Regions from separate parts of the Rattus norvegicus genome. Here region 1 is linked to region 2. The links are chromatin contacts, called in public Hi-C maps. All regions are on one chromosome and are shown on one strand. The core of a region is the stretch at or near the end of the contact, and the rest is flanking DNA. Distances in the headings are between cores, read along the strand shown. Region 1 holds the start of Pxk (PX domain containing serine/threonine kinase). Region 2 overlaps Pxk (PX domain containing serine/threonine kinase).

Region 1 (3,320 bases), core at 259-2,758, 54 kb before region 2:
AAATAATAGAAATTTCGTGGGGCTGGAGAGATGGCTCAGTGGTTAAGAGCACTGACTGTTCTTCCAGAGGTTCTGAGTTCAAATCCCAGCAATCACATTGTGGCTCACAACCATCTGTAATGAGATCTGATGCCCTCTTCTGGTGTGTCTAAGAACAGCCACGGTGTACTTATATATAATAAATCTTAATAAAAAATAAAAATTTAGTGGAAACAAACTTAAGAGTTAGAAATCTCTGTTCTGTGAATTGTCAGGATGGAATTCATATTGTTTGAGATTTTTAACATGTGCAAAGTTCTTTCCCGTCCGGTTGCATTCCTATTACACATTCTACATAGGCTTGAACTTAGTTTTGCCAGTGGAAGGTCACAGGGTGTGTGTGTGTGTGTGTGTGTGTGTGTGTGTGTGTGTGTGTATTTGACTTATTCAAGATAACACAGCTGAAGTAAATGCCAGATTCTCAACACGGTCCTAGGTATCTGATCTAAGTTTAATTTCATTTTTATCCTGGAAGATTGTGATCTTGGGTTAAGGGGAGCAAGGTAGGGGCTGGAGAGATGGCTCAGCGGTTAAGAGCACCCGACTGCTCTTCCAGAGGTCCTGAGTTCAATTCCCAGCAACCACATGGTGGCTCACAACCATCTGTAAAGAGATCCAATGCCCTCTTCTGGTGTATCTGAAGACAGCTACAGTGTACTTATATATAATAAAATGAATAAATCTTTAAAAAAAAAAGGGGGGGGGAAGCAAGGTAGATTTGGTGTTGAGAAGTTGATCGTCAGGTTTGATGGTTCTGAGTTTGAGGTTCTTGGAGCCAGAATGCTAGCACCAAAGATTCTCAGAGTCTAAGAGATCTGAGTGCTCTTTGGTTTCTTAGACCTTGGGCTCAACCGAGAGCTAGGGACTACACATGCAAGCAAGGAAATCTTTGCATCAGTTCCCCCCTGCCCCCACTGTTCTTAGAGTTTGTTGCTTAAAGGTTCAGACACTGTGGGATCCAGCTATGAGAGTATAGCGCCTAGGCTCTCCTGAAGATCCAGGTTCAAAACCTGAATCCAGATTTGGTTTAGAAAATTTGTTCTACAGACTCAGATTGAGGGTCCACCCTGAAGGTGTTTTTTTGTTGTTTCCTGAGATCTAAGGACCTTGGGCAGGGAAGATGTGATTGGGAGCAGTAGGGTCTCAAGTCTGCTAATCTGAGTTTCTAAACGGTTCATCAGAAAAACTCAGTTCGGTTAGAGTCCAGAAAATCAGTGTCTAAATGTGACACGTGGTGGTGATGGTTTAGTTTGGTGCTCCTCCGCCCGAGGCCGGGAGCTCATGGTACTGAGTGTACGATGCAGAGGCGAGGAGGCACCAAGAGAGCAAGGGGTTTCAGTCACCTACCCTGCGGTGAAGTACGGCGCTAGGACCCAGCGGGATCGGAAGGACGGGTGTTGACAGCCCGCAGGCTGGGACGACCGGCGCTAGGACCCCGCGGGCGGCGGCAGCGCGCGGGGCGGTGCGCGTTGACAGCAGCGGCGGGACGCGGCGGGTGGCGGGGTTCGGCGCCTCCGGTTCCTGCCCCGGCTTCAGAGGCGGCGGCGGCGGCGGCGGCGACGGCCCGGGATGGCCTTCATGGAGAAACCGCCAGCCCGCAAGGTGCTGCTGGACGACACGGTGCCGCTGACAGCGGCCGTCGAGGCGAGCCAGAGTCTGCAGTCGCACACGGTGCGCGGCCGGGGCGGGAGGCCGGGGCCGAGGGCGGGGGCCGGGCGAAGGCCGGACGGCGCAGCGGGCCGGGCGCGGGCACCAGAGCCGGGCAGGTGTATGAGCCCGCCGCCTCCCTCCTGCTCAGCCGCGGCCGGGGCAGTGTGCCCGCGCATCCCTGTCCCCCTGGAGTGGCTTAGGGGAGCCCTCGGTGCTCCTAATACACACAGGCGAGTTCATTTCTGCCACATGCAGTCTTTTATGGGGCTTTAAAGCCACGCTTGCTTTCTTTTGCCCGTACTTTTTTTTTTTTTTTTGAAAGGCGCTCTTATGCATTGTAATTTACAAGCAATAAACCCGGGAACCAGTAAAACCCGGGGAGCTACTAGGCTCTGGGACTCGATTGAGTAAATGATGAATGGGGTGGGGTGGGATTGGGATTCCTTAGATTGTAATGTTTTGTCGGGCCAGCAAATCAGATTCCAGCCCAGAGGCTTGTTTATCACATCAGTGTTTGGGGGTTCATCATCTGGAGACTAGAGCCCCACAATAGCCTTCTGTATTTCTCTGACTCTTTGTCTCGCTGTCTCTTGTTTCTGACTTTCTCTGGGTGTCTCTCTGTTTGTGTGTGTGTCAGTGTCTGTGTGTGTGTGTGTATGTTTGTTCTTCTGCTGTTCAAAGAGATCTTTCATATTAAAGCAAGACTTTTTGGAACCCCCTGTTTCCTCATCGACAGCTTTGCTTTGTTGAAAGTATTCATTCTCACTTAGAGAAATGACTGTCTTTTTTTTTTTTTCTTTTAAATGCATTTTGTCTCCCTGTGGTAGCATCCTAAACCCTATGTAGAAACTCGTGAAAGGCACCAAATATCCATGAGTTTGTTGAACTTGTAATTTGTTGCAAAGTGAATATTTAAGAACCCATATTTAGGGAAGGGAACAATCATTCTTTCAAATTATATTTTTGACTGGATTGACGGCAAGTAAACCTTATAACCTCATAGGGTCTATTTAATACTAAAGAGTTGGATGCTCAGGACCACTATCTCTAGAAAACCTTTCTTCCTGAGTAGCTATTACCCTAGGCCTCATGGATGGACACCAGGGTAATCATGTGATTTCCTCTCTTCCAGGAGAGGACAGGAGGGTCCCATTCTGATAGCATTTCATATGTGTCTGTTAAACGGGTAAATGAATTGTAGCCTCACTATGTCCTGTTTCCTGTTTGTGGAAAGCCATGGTTGTGAAAGTCAGAATAACCTGACTTCTGGGCTGCTAACAGGTCAGTGCTCAAGTGTGGTGGTGAGAGATGCGATGGGTTCCATAGTTACTCCAGAACTTGTCATTAAGACAAACATAAGTAATTTTAGGGCCAAAAAAAAAAAAATAATGGCAGTTCTTAAAATGATGAGTGAACAGGAAAGATAGTGACTCACTGGAGAGCCAGGGAGCCAGAGAGACAGAGAGGCAGATGTGGAATGAAAACAGAGCAGTCTTGCGTAACTTTTGACTGTTCTGTGCGCTTGTCGTTTTAGCCGCGAAGTGAGACAGAAATGTTGCCTCAGCCCTAAGCTTTATTGAGAAAAAGCATGTACTGACGCAGACCCCTTGGACTGTGGATGGGTTACGAGT
Region 2 (3,416 bases), core at 792-3,291:
ATCATTTGTTTATTTTCTTTGAACAAATTTCTATTCAAGTTCTTTTCCCATTCCTAAGTTGGGTTATACATTTTTGTTCATTTGCATAAGTTCCTCTATATCTTATGATATCAAGTCCTCACAAGTATTGACATATTTTAAATTTCACTGTGAGCAGTGTCCTTTGTTGAACAAAGTTTTGATTTTAACTAGTCCAGGTTATTCCTTGTTTTCTTTCATTGCCTATGTTTTTGGCGTTGTATCCAAGAAATCATTTCCAGCTGGGTAGGATGGTATATATCTGTAATTCCTGAGGCAAGAGGATCATTAGTTCAAGGCCAAGCTGGGCTACATTAGATTGGCAGGTCAGAGCCTTACCCCACCCTGGCAGAGAGCCAGAACTGGTGAGTGGCGGCTGACGTAGCTGCCGAAGCTGCAGGGGAGGGTCCCAGGCCCATCTGCACAGCTCAGAGATGCTGTCCCCCAAACAAAAATAAGTAGACGATTCGTAAGAAAGAAATACAAGTCCAGGGCCATGAAGTGCCTTCCTGAGCTTTAGGAGTTCTACAGTTTTAGATCTTGCACCCATGCTGAATTAATTTTCAAAGATGACTTAAGGTAATGATTTAACTTGACTACTTTTTATGTGGGTATTTAACATTTACGAACACTCTTTTGAAGCTACTGTTCTTCCCTGGTTGTGTGTGGAAGAACCATTTGTCTATGTACACGAGGGCATGTTCCTGGGATCTCTCATTTTTGTCTATTAACTGTGTAATAGCTGGTTTTGAAATGATGTCTCGGGAGAGTGTGTAATAATAGGTTTCGATGCTGTGCTTGCTCTTTGAGACTGCCTTGGCAGTTCTGGAACCCTTGAACTACTTGGAACACAGTGTGGTTATGCTTTAAGTCTATGCACCCGTGGCCTGAAAGTGCTGGCAAGTGAGCGCAGCTGGTGTACATGGAGCGTGTGGCTTTAACTGGCCTTGTTCTAGAGGACCCCCTGTGTCATGACGGCTGCTGCTGCATGTGTTGGGAACTTGAGAGACTCCAACCACTTCCCTCAGAAGCTCATGTACTACTTGTCCTTTAGATTCCCACGAAACTAAGAGAGGCACTGAGAATCGCCAAGGAATGTATAGAGAAGAGACTCACCGAGGAACAGAAGCAGGTAAGCCGGCAGCTGCCCCTCATCCCTGTGATCATTCAGTGACCCATTCACAGTGACTGGCTTTGGATGTGCACCCCATATACATTTCCTGCATACTTGCTCTTAGCCAGATCTTGGGCTAAGTGCTGTGACAGAGAACATGTCACAGTCCTGCCCTCAGTCTGCTCCGTCTGCATAGAGCAAGCACACAGCCTGGTGTGGTCATCCTTCACGATCAGGTCTTGCTGGTGGGGTGGTTGGTAGCACTCATGGGTCACTTTCTTCTGTAAAGATCAGTGGTAGGAAGGGATTGGGAAAGTGAGATGGATCATCGTCGTTCAGCATGTCCTTCTCCCAGAGAGCCAGACCTGAGCCACAGGCTGGCCAAGAATGACCTCGCTTAGCCTAGCAGCTTAATGCGGTCAAACATATAGAAGTCATTAAGAACCTGCTTTAGGTAGAACTTATTTACATTTGTTGGGGATTGTGGTCTCTTAAAGATTCACCAGCATCGAAGACTAACGAGAGCTCAGTCACACCATGGATCTGAGGAGGAAAGGAAAAGGAGAAAGATCTTAGCTCGAAAGGTAAGCCTGCTGTCCCTGTGTTCTCTTTTAGATCCTTGACTACACTTGAAGAAAATTCTAAGGCTAGTGGTGCACACTTAATGACACAATTTTATCTTGGGAGCTAAAAGCGTTTCCAGATGACTGGTTTGGAACTTACACACATACACTAGCTCCTACCAGTTCAGTCTGTCCTGCTCCTGTTTAGTAGATTATGTTTTTGGGGGAGTGTTGCATGCACATATGTGCACACACAGGCATAGGCACACACACACACACACACACACACACACACACACACACACGAACTCACTCACGCATGCACACATCATTAGCATATAGTTTGCTGGCTTGTTAGGCCCATTGTGGCAGGAAATGCTTGGAGGAGATGGTCAGCCTGGGTGGTGAAGTCAGCATTCTTGGTTATATTTTCTCTTTTGGCTTGTGGCTTCTCAGTAATAGGTTATGAATATACCATTCTTCATAGCTGGCTAACTGTATGTCTGAAGTTTTTTTTTTAAACTCTCAGCTCAGCATGCTTTTTCTTTGCTTACCACCCACCCTTCTTTTATTTTTAAAGAAGTCAAAACGATCTGCTGTTGAAAACAGTGAAGAGCAGCCAGTGAAGCACAGCAACGCCAATAACTCAGGTAACTGGGTAGACGTTGTCGTGGGGCTCAGCATCCAGAGGTGCAGCTCAGGACTCTAGGTGTATGGAGATTTGATTGAGCAGCACGGTAATGAGAGCAGAGATTAGAAAACCTCTGTCCCCTGTGAAGAATCGTGACAACACTCATATTCCCACTTCTCCATTGATGGCTGGACTCCATCTGTTAAAGACAAGAGCACTTGATGTGGAAGAAAATCAGGCCCTTTTGTGTACATGGAAAAAATCTTGCCCACTGCTCTAGAACCCATGTGGTTGAAGGATGTGTTCCCCCAGTGGATTAAAGCATAGACTCTGTGGTAGGGTAGGACAGAGGGGTGTGTGTGTGTGTGTGTGTGTGTGTGTGTGTGTGTGTGTGAGAGAGAGAGAGAGAGAGACAGAGAGAGAGACAGAGAGAAAGAAAGAGAGACAGAGACAGAGACAGAGAGAGAGAGAGAGAGAGAGAGAGAGAGAGAGAGAGAGAGAACCACTCTCGAGTCATTCTCTCAGGCACGATCAGGACTCTGATAGTCTTTACAGTCATTCTCAGCTGCCCCTCTGCTGGCCGCGCTGACTTTGGACCTAATATATGTTCAACTTTGGGCCAGGTTGAGGATCAAACTGAGTGTTCTGTTTATGAATCTGTGAAATACAGTTCAGTGTAGAGGAGGGAGGTGTCAGTAACCCAGGCAGTTTCAGCATGACGGGGATGAATGGGAAGGGGAGATTGAAGTTAAGCTGATTATACTTTAAAGAGATGAAGGACCCATCAGCAAGGGAGGAGCTAGATAGATGCAAAGAAGAGGTTGATGGAGAAGGTAGAGGGCCAAAGGTGAGCACTGAAAGCCCCACTGTCCGTGTCAGGAGTGGAGGAAGTCCATTCATCCCTTCCTCAACACCAGAATGAGGAGGGACAAGTGAAGAAGCAAAAGACTTTAAACATGGAAGGGCGGACATGGTGGTATATGCATGTAGTTCCAGCTTCTCAATGTTGAGGCAGATTCTTCAAGTACAGGAACTGAAGACAAGCCTGGACACTGCAGTGAGATGGATGGGCGGGTGGGTGGATGGAGGG

What was found. Hi-C and Micro-C count contacts between places; a contact is called where the count stands out from the background.
Region 1: a contact with region 2 is called in a Hi-C map of Schwann cells, with 4 times the contacts expected there. The contact joins the promoter of Pxk here to the enhancer-like site in region 2. A contact is called at or near these places in 10 of 12 Hi-C or Micro-C datasets (the A7r5 cell line, the Rat2 cell line, Schwann cells and 6 more).

What each region holds. Positions count from the first base shown.
Region 1 is chr15:19,256,859-19,260,178 of GRCr8, reverse strand. It overlaps Pxk (PX domain containing serine/threonine kinase), which reads left to right and starts at 1,508. Exons shown (of 18, transcript NM_001399677.1): 1 at 1,508-1,710. The coding sequence starts at 1,609.
Region 2 is chr15:19,203,391-19,206,806 of GRCr8, reverse strand. It overlaps Pxk (PX domain containing serine/threonine kinase), which reads left to right. Exons shown (of 18, transcript NM_001399677.1): 14 at 1,073-1,150; 15 at 1,630-1,716; 16 at 2,276-2,345. Among named protein-coding and RNA genes, the nearest start is that of Pdhb, 22 kb to the right of the region's middle. Within about 2 kb of position 2,041, at least 7 of the 93 cell types and tissues checked have an H3K27ac peak or open chromatin away from gene starts, as enhancers often do. A contact at or near this core is called in Schwann cells, where this site is marked.